Regions from separate parts of the Mus musculus genome. Here region 1 is linked to region 2. The links are chromatin contacts, called in public HiChIP or PLAC-seq maps. All regions are on one chromosome and are shown on one strand. The core of a region is the stretch at or near the end of the contact, and the rest is flanking DNA. Distances in the headings are between cores, read along the strand shown. Region 1 holds the start of Adra2b (adrenergic receptor, alpha 2b). Region 2 overlaps Stard7 (START domain containing 7).

Region 1 (4,412 bases), core at 1,868-4,367, 62 kb before region 2:
ATCCCCTAATGGGGTTGGGGCCAAGCCACTGAAAACTCTGTTACAGGTAACAGATGGAGAAGCTGACAACAGCATAATAACTCAAACCTTTTCAGGCACAAGAAAGCATTCTCAAAGAAATTCCGGAATTTGAAAGAGTGACTCCGTGCACCTCAACCCACTTCCAGTTTGGGGTAGGAATTCACACACCCCAAGCACAGAACAAAAGTCTACAGGAAGGCTCACAGTGGTAAACACACAGGAAAGGGATTTTTATATCACCAGATAATCACATTTGCTGGCTCTCTAGCGCATTTCCCCCATGGAGCTCAAAGCTCTCTGCAAAGCCTTTCATCTCCCTGCTGCAAGTAGGCGGCAGGCAATTGTCACCCTGCTCTCTGCGAGGTTGAATGCCAGTGATCAGGACCTTAGTGAGGTCGAGGCCAGGATTCCAGACCATTCCACTGAGGCATCCACGTGCCCACTTGCCTCCCAGAGGGATGCTGAGTGAGAAAACAACCCATGCTTCTAGCCTTAAAGACGCTACAAAGCTTAAAAACAAAACAAAACAAAACAAACAAAAAACCCAGCAACCAGCACTAGACCATAACCAGCCACCGCAACAGCCAAGGAGAACCACAGGTGCTCAGCACGGCTGAATCCTCTTCCTTTTGTCCTCTTTCTCAGCATCAGGTCCTCCTGGGAAATGTAGAAGATGGGCTTCCGGCTCTTTGAAAGGCATGAGGAAGATCAAGGCTGGGGATATAACTCGGTTGGTTGGATGTTTCCCTAGCATGCTTGAAGCCCCGACTTCATTCCCCAGCATCAGGTAAACCAGGTATGGTGGTGAGCATTGTTACTTCTCATGCTGGAGAGGTAAGCAGAATCTTAAGATCAGCCTCAGGCTGCATAGCAAGTCTGAGACTGGTCTGGGCTACATGAGACCCTGTCTCAAAAAAAAAAAAAAAAAAAAAAAAGAAATGAAATGAACAATAAAAGAGAAGAGAAGAATATGATGAGAAAGAAAGAAAACCACCACAAGTGGCCTGCCAAGGCACAGGGGGTCTCCAGGAAAGGGAAGCCTGCCTGTTGGCTTACAGGTGGCTGGGAGGGAGGTATTCTAATCAGCCTTGGCCACGTTCGAGAAGGTCCAAGCTACCCTTCCTGAAGAGAGAGCAGGGAAGAGGTATCCCACAGTACAGTCAGCAAGGGAAGGTTTCAAATGAGCCCCTGGGAACAGCACATTTGTCCTTTCCCCTTCAGGGGTGTCTGAGGATGAGGTCTGCAAATGGGCCCCAGGGAAATGGTCACATAGACTGCGGAGGTGGCAGACTACCACCGGGTGGTCCTGGCACTAACCCTGCCTGGCACTGGCCCGGAGCAGGCAGGCTCACCAGCCAGTCTGGGTCCACTGCCGGCAAAGGATCCTTCGAAAGGCACGGCGGAAGTCCTGGTTGAAGATGGTGTAGATGACAGGATTCAAAGAGCTGTTGCAGTAGCCAATCCAGAAGAAGAACTGGAAGAGGCCATGGGGTACCTTGCAGTGCTGTGGGCAGATGGCCCCCAGGCTGTAGCTGAAGAAGAAAGGAAACCAACAGACCACAAAAACACCAATGACCACCGCCAGCACAAAGGTGAACCTCTTCTCTCGGCTCAGCTGTGTCCGACGGCGCCACCACTGCCCACTGGCCACACCCACATTCTTGCTCAGAAGCACCTGGCCACGTAGCGTGGCCAGCACCCGGGAAGTCTGAGGCTGCTGCAAGGGTGGGTTGAATACTGAGGCAGGAGAAGCTGGCAGTGTTTGGGGTTCACATTCTTCCACCTCCTCTTCATCCTCTTCAGCTCCCTTCTCTGCAGTTGCCCCACTAGTCCCCTTCTTCTGGTCCTGGACTGATCTGGGCAGGGCAGACCAATTGGGTGGCAAAGCCCTGGCTTCGGGATCTTCAGGGGTCTCCCCCTCCTCCTTCTCCCTTGGAGGCTTGGGGTGTCCATTAGCCTCTCCGACAGAAGATAGAGGAGAGACCAGGGTGGGCACTTTAGCCGAGGCTGGAACTCCCCCGGCGGCCGGATGGGGCTTCTTGGACTCACCCTCCCCAGAGCCCCTCTTAGCTCCGAGACCTCTGCAGTGGCTGCGTTTGGCAATTACATAGATTCGCAGGTAGACGAGAATCATGATGAGGCAGGGAGCAAAAAAAGATCCGATGCTGGAAGCCAAGATGTACCAGGCTTCTTGGTTGAGCTCACACTGGGGGAGCCCGTGGGGCTCTGGGCGCTGGTCGCCCTTGTAGATGAGGGGCGGTAGAGAAATGACGGCTGCAATGAGCCACACGGTGAGGATGATGCATTTGATGCGGCGTGGAGTGCGCTTGGAGTTGTACTCCAATGCTCGGCTCACTGCCCAGTATCTGTCCAGACTGATGGCACACAGGTGCACGATGGAGGAGGTACAGAAGAGCACGTCTAGCGCCAGGTAGACCTCGCACCACGCACGCCAGAAGTACCAATAGCCCAGCAGCTCGTTGGCCAGAGAGAAAGGGATGATAAGAGTAGCCACTAGGATGTCGGCTGCTGCCAGTGACACCAGGAAGAGGTTTTGTGGTGCACGGAGAGAGCGGCTGGTCAACACAGCCAGAATTACCAGCGCATTGCCGAAAATGGTGAAGAGGATGAGAAAGGTGATGGCCGACGCGATGGCGGCGGTGGCCTGCACCGAGTAGGGCTCCTGGTGGACCATGGCGGGGCCGGACATGTCCAGAGAGAAAGATGCTGGCCAAACTCACAGTACGCAGGAGAAAGCGCCACCCTAGCTCCGCTACTGTTGGGGGCCGTCCCCCCAGGCGGTGCAGATGGCTCTGGAGCACCGTAGCCTGGCCGGAGGTCCGGGGACACCCAGGACCATCTATCGCTCTCTTACGTTCTCTGCCACTGGTGCCCGGCGTCCCTGCAGTCCGCCCCAGAGAAGTTTTCCAAGTTGTCTCACTGCCGTCCCGGGACCAGAGGAAAGTCGCGCCGTCGTGCGGCACAGCTGCAGGACTCACAGAACCGACTGGGGAAGCGCACCCTGCTCTCGGTAAAGGCGCTCTCTCCCGGAGCCGCGCCTGCAGTCAGCCCTCCGCGCAGGGGCGTGAGGAGGAGAGCCAGCACCGCGGGAGGAGGGAGGAGATTGGGGGCGGGAGCTGGAGGAGGGAAGGAGGCGGGGCGGGCGATCCGACCAGGGTGGGTGGAAGGTGCGCTTTGCGGGACATGGACCTGCGACGCACATCTTTTACTCGCCCCGGGCCCCAACATCTTTCTCCTTCCCGCCGCTGCGCGGCCGAGTCTAGAGAGCAGGGAGTCTGGGGTCGTCGGCGTTCTGGGAAGAGTATGTACCGAAGAGAATCGGTGCGTGCTGAGACCCGGAGCTGGTCTGTCCCAAGGGTCCACTTGCCTTCTGTCTGCGAGTCTAGGACAGAGCACCCAGATCGATAGACTGCTTTTGTCGCTTGCAGCAGCCCGACAGAAAAGCGTGTAGGAGAGTGTTGAGCTCTTAAGCATAATAAGCCACACCTCCATCCAGCATCCCAGCAACCGAGAACCTTAGGGGCCGGACCAAAGTGGGGAGAGAGTTCCAAATCCCCTTTCCTAACGCTTCCCCACCCAAACACCACTAGGTCTAGGTCAGACTTGCGAGGTGCAATGAGTGAGTCTCTGTGCTGCGAGCGCCCTCTGCTGCCATCTGAGTGCAAGAGGCTAGGGGCCGATGTCCTCGCAGGTCCCAGACACACACACACACACACACACACACACACACACACACACACACACACACACACACACACACACACACTAACTACTCCTTGGTGAGAAGCGACTAGTGGACTTCAACCACCCTATTGCTGCTTCCTTTTTCTCCATTAAAGGCAAAAAAAAAGTTAAAGTAGGAAGGGAAAACTGGAGAGATGGATCCGTGGTTAAGAGTGCCTCTTGTAGAGAACCTGTGTTCGGTTCCCAGCAGCCACAACAGGTAGCTCAAAACTGTAACTCCCGTTTCAGGGATGGTATGCCTCTGGCCTCCACCTACACTCCCCTGAACATAGCCACACAGAGACCCATACTTTAAAACAAATCTTAAAGAGGGAAACAGCTTGACTCAAAGCGCAGGTTTGGAGAGGAGCCTCTTGACCAACGGAAAAGGAGGTCCCTCCTCCAGAGCGGTGTGAGGAGATCTCTCCATAGCTCAGAAAAAGTCAATGTGGGTGGCTCAGGTGTAGAAAGGAGCCGGCCTTGGCCGCCCCAGATGTTCATGCAGCCTATCCAGTGGGAGAACAAGTTTGAGTGCTGAGCGCTTGCTCTTGCAGAGGACCCGATTTCAGTTTCAAACCCCTTTCCATCAGCTCACAACAGAATGTAATTCTAGTTCCAGGATATCTGATGACCTCACTTGACGCCAC
Region 2 (4,331 bases), core at 240-2,739:
AAATGAGGCCAATGCTTCAAACAAGGAAACACTGCTGAGGTGACCTCATAGGCAAACTCAAGTCATTGTCCTGGGTGAAACATTATTGCAGATGTGTTAAAAAACAAACAAACAAACAAAAAAAAAATAGCTACAATGGATGCCTCAGAACAAATCAGTGCCCCTGGAGAAGCTATGCCACCAGGTGTCTATGGAGAGGTCAAGGTTAGGTCATCGGCCTGGCTCCATCATCACTTCCTGTGTGGCCTTGAGCAAGATGATTACACTACCTCTTAAGGCAGTTCCTTTTCTGTAGTACAGGGTTAGTGGCACAGGAGACTTAGAATAAAGCATGGCACACAGTACTGGAACACCATGATCTCAATGTTGGCCAATTCTGAATTCACTCTAAGCCACCAGTACGACTTACCATGGAAGTGCACAATCTAGGGAGAGCTCTGTGTTCGCCTTTCAGGACATGCTGCACTTGAAGACCATGCTACAGTAAACTCACCCTGAGATGCTCATGCCTGGGCTGGGCTAGGGGTATCTGCTCAGGCTCCAGGAGTTTAGAAAAATTAGCAGGTGTAGCCAAGTTTAAGGTGATGTTATATTACAAAGAGTAGGTGGATGCTCTAGATTTAAAAAATGGATAAAGCTGGGCTGGCTAGCTTGTCCAATGGGTAAAAGTGCTTGCCTCCAAGCCTGACAACCGTAGTTCAATCCTCAGAACACACATGACTGAGAAACTGGCTTCTGGAGTTGTCCTCAGCATGCATGCTATGGGACATATGACTCCCCCACCACAATGAATATAAAAAAAAAATTAATGAGTAAAAAGACAAATGTAACACATAATACTTAGATAGAGGGCATTGGGAACTGTAAGTCATTTGGGGGTCAAATAGGGAACTTTTAACATGAGCTGCATTACTAGGTGAGACTACTGGGGAGAGCAAGATGGTTCAGTAGTGGCTTGCTGTGCAAGTCTCCTAGGATGAACCTGATGTTCATCCCTAGAACCCAGAGAAAGGTGGAAGGAGAGATCCAAGTACAGAGTTATCCTCTGTCTTCCATACTTATGCCATGGAACACATGCCTCTCCCACTGTATCTCTCTCTATCTCACACACACACACACACACACACACACACACACACACACACACACACACACACTGGCATCTGTATTACTAAAAGGATGTTCTCTGTGGTCTTATGTGGGCGTGGGGAGCATGCTTGTCACTTGTTTTCAAACAATCTTGGAAAAGCGTATGCAGAGAAAGTACTCCCATCCTCCCATCAGCTTCTCAGCCTCGGGAGGAGTGATGCAAGGTTTCTGAGGTCTGGTGTAGTTTGAATGTGTCAGTCCCCCTCAGCAGTGTCTGAACACTTGGTTCCAGTTGGTGGTGCTGTTTGGGAAGGCTGTGGTATCTTTAGGGGGGCAAAAACCCATTGGAGGAAGTGAGTCATTGAGGGAGGGCCTTGAGGTTTAAAAAGCCAGCCCCAGTTCCCATTCACTGTGTGCTCTGACTGGGAGGCAGCCAGGGCAGCAAGCCTCCTGTTCCTGCCATCATGCCTTCCTTGTCTTGGCAAAATGTATCCGGTGGAGCTGTAAGGCAGAATGAGCCCTCTTCTGGTCTCAAATGCTTTTTCTATTTTGTCACAATGAGTAACATAACAAAGTGTCCTGTATCCCAGGCAGGCCTTTGACTTACCATGCAGCCAAGGGTGACCTTGAACTTCTGACCCACCTGTAACCTGGAATTAGTACTGTACAAAACTGAGGATCACACCCAAGGCTTCATTCGTGCTGGACAAGCACTCTGCCACTGAGCTACATCCCATGGGACACATAGTAATTCTAAACATTCTTTCAACCCTTAGACATATATTAAAAGTTTCAAAGTAAAAAGCTCACACTAACACGTAACTCCCAGCCATCATCATTTGAATTACAGCTGAGTGCTTGTGGTCTATGGAGTCATCTCTGGATTCTTATCCCATGGCCCTTCAATTTGAGGATGGACGGACATACACACATGCACAAGTACACACGTCTGGCTAGGGTTACTATTGCTATGGTTAAAAAAAAAATTACCAAAAGCAAGTTGGAGAGCAGAGGGTTAATTCTGTTTATACTTCCATATTACTGCCCATTATTGAAGAACCACCAAGAGCAACAGTGGTCAGCCAGGGCCTAGAGTGCTACAGAGGACAGAGCTGGAGAAGTGATACAAGCCCTCTGGAGGAGCCCAGAAGATCATGTGGGGATTCCAGAAGCTGTGAAATTGAAGAAGTTGCCTTAGAGACCCTAAGATGTTAGAGGTGCCAGAGCTGTGTAATACCTGCCGAGGAAAGCTGCTAACAGGGAGTGGAACCAGCCAAAGAGAAAGAATTGTGCTGCAATCAACCAAGCTGAAAGGAACTGGAGATCTGAAAAGTATATTGACATCAGACACAGTGATGCAGAGTTTGAGGTTTGCCCAGCTAGCTTTTGGTGTTTCTTTGGTCCAATATTTCCTTTCTATGGTGTTTTGGAATGGTAACATATATCCTGTGCCATATGTTGAAAGTATGTGATCTGCTTTGTTATTTCTATTTTATAGGGGATTACAGTTACATGACTGCATGAATCTCAGAAGATTCTGGATTTTTAATCATTGTTGAGACTGTGATAGGCTATGGGGGCTTTTGAAGTTAGACTAAATGCATTTTGCATTATGTTATGACTACAAGCCTGTGGGGGCCAGGGGAGTGGAATGTGGTGGTTTGAATAGGTTTGGCCCCCACAGACTTATGTGTTTGAATGCTTGGCCCACAGGGAGTAGCACTATTAGGAGGTGTGGTCTTGTTGGAATTAGTGTGTTACCGTTGGATGGGAGGGTGGGTGGGGCTTTGAGGTCTCCTATACTCAAGGTCTTCCCAATGTGGAATCCAGTCTCCTCCTGGCTGCCTTTGGATCAAGAACTCTCATCTCCAACTTCACATATCTGCCTACACATTGCCATGCTTCTCACCATGATGATAATAGATTAAATCTCTGAAACTGTAAGCTACCCCCAATTAAATGTTTGCCTTTATAAGAGTTGCCTTGGTCATGATGTCTCTTCACAGCAATAAAATCCTAAGAAAACATCTTCTACGAAGCCTGTCTATAGAAGATCTGACATAGATTCCCTTAACTAAACCTTTTTCTTATTCTAGCTATGAGTTAGCAGATCAAGATACTTGAGTAGAGACAGGCATTTTACCGTTAGCTCCCAAGCTAGCCACTTAGGGGTCACAGTCTATGCAAGATGTCATCTTTGTGTCACCCATTGTCTGCCAAGAAAGAACAAGGCCCACTGACGGACGACCCATGCCAAGTCTGTGATCAGGATGACAAGGAGCACAGTTTCCCACCATGTGGCCAGAAATGAACACTCTTCTGTACCAATCTTTATGCATTTATTCACACCTTTGATAAAAATGTCACAGTTAAGAGCAAACTCATTATGATGACACAAGTTAACTGTACAGAGTCAAATCACAAAACAAAGGGTAAACGTAACTGCTCAGTCCCTGAGCCCCAGCACACACACGCACACATACATGCTTACACTTGCTCACAGATTCACAGGCAGTCAGCTACAGATGTTAAAGTCAAATAAAGATTTTTTCTTTTCCTGTCAGGTCCTGGGAAGAAGGGAAAAATGCTCACTGAGAGACACTGGGGCTTCTCAATGCCACTCTCTGCTCTGCCAACAACCGAAAAGACAGAAACACTGGGGAGTTAGCTGTTTCCTTGGCACAGAACTGAATAGGCAACAGAAGGTTAAAGATTATGTTCACCTTGGGTTTAGTCTCTTTTAACACCACAACAGGGTAGGTAGCAAGCAAGAAAAGAAAATGTCAGCTCTATTAATTCCAGGAAAAGAGAGAGAAGGATGTGAAACTTGATCCCTATTCACCATAAAGAAACCAGCAAGGCCAGGCACCTAGCATCTGGTTGTGATCTTATCCAAACTGTGTCTATTACTTCTATGTCAGCTCTGGAGAGAAATGCTTTACAAGACCAAGAGGTCACAAAAGCCCCATCCCTACCATACTGGTATTGGGCAAGACTCCATCTGTTGGCCCATATGTCAGCTTACAGTTTTGAAAACTCTGAGGAAATGGCACAACCACCATCTACCACCTTTATCCTTCCAGGACAGCGCAGTCAATCTGCAGTGGGAAAATAGTGCCAAAACAAACAAGACTAAGGGAAGAGTTGTGCTCAACCACCTAACTCCATTTGCTACAAGGGTTAAAAAGAAATCTATTTTTAAGTAAGATGTTTTGTGCACACTTCCACTGATCCTATCAAAA

What was found. HiChIP or PLAC-seq counts read pairs in DNA pulled down with a chosen protein or histone mark.
Region 1: an H3K27ac HiChIP or PLAC-seq map of embryonic stem cells shows a contact between it and region 2, with 5 read pairs. The contact joins the promoter of Adra2b here to the enhancer-like site in region 2. A contact is called at or near these places in 1 of 39 promoter capture datasets (pre-B cells), 1 of 15 datasets of contacts at CTCF or cohesin (large pre-B cells), 2 of 484 Hi-C or Micro-C datasets (DN3 thymocytes and embryonic stem cells), 1 of 115 datasets of contacts at active chromatin or transcription factors (embryonic stem cells) and 3 of 9 other capture datasets (adipose tissue, liver and pancreatic islet).

Annotation. Positions count from the first base shown.
Region 1 is chr2:127,361,884-127,366,295 of GRCm38.p6, reverse strand. Adra2b (adrenergic receptor, alpha 2b) reads right to left here and starts at 3,117. Exons shown (of 1, transcript NM_009633.4): 1 at 1-3,117. The coding sequence starts at 2,716. The coding sequence ends at 1,370.
Region 2 is chr2:127,298,014-127,302,344 of GRCm38.p6, reverse strand. Stard7 (START domain containing 7) reads right to left here. Exons shown (of 8, transcript NM_139308.2): 8 at 3,411-4,331. Among named protein-coding and RNA genes, the nearest start is that of Stard7, 30 kb to the right of the region's middle. Within about 2 kb of position 1,489, at least 27 of the 459 cell types and tissues checked have an H3K27ac peak or open chromatin away from gene starts, as enhancers often do. A contact at or near this core is called in embryonic stem cells, where this site is marked.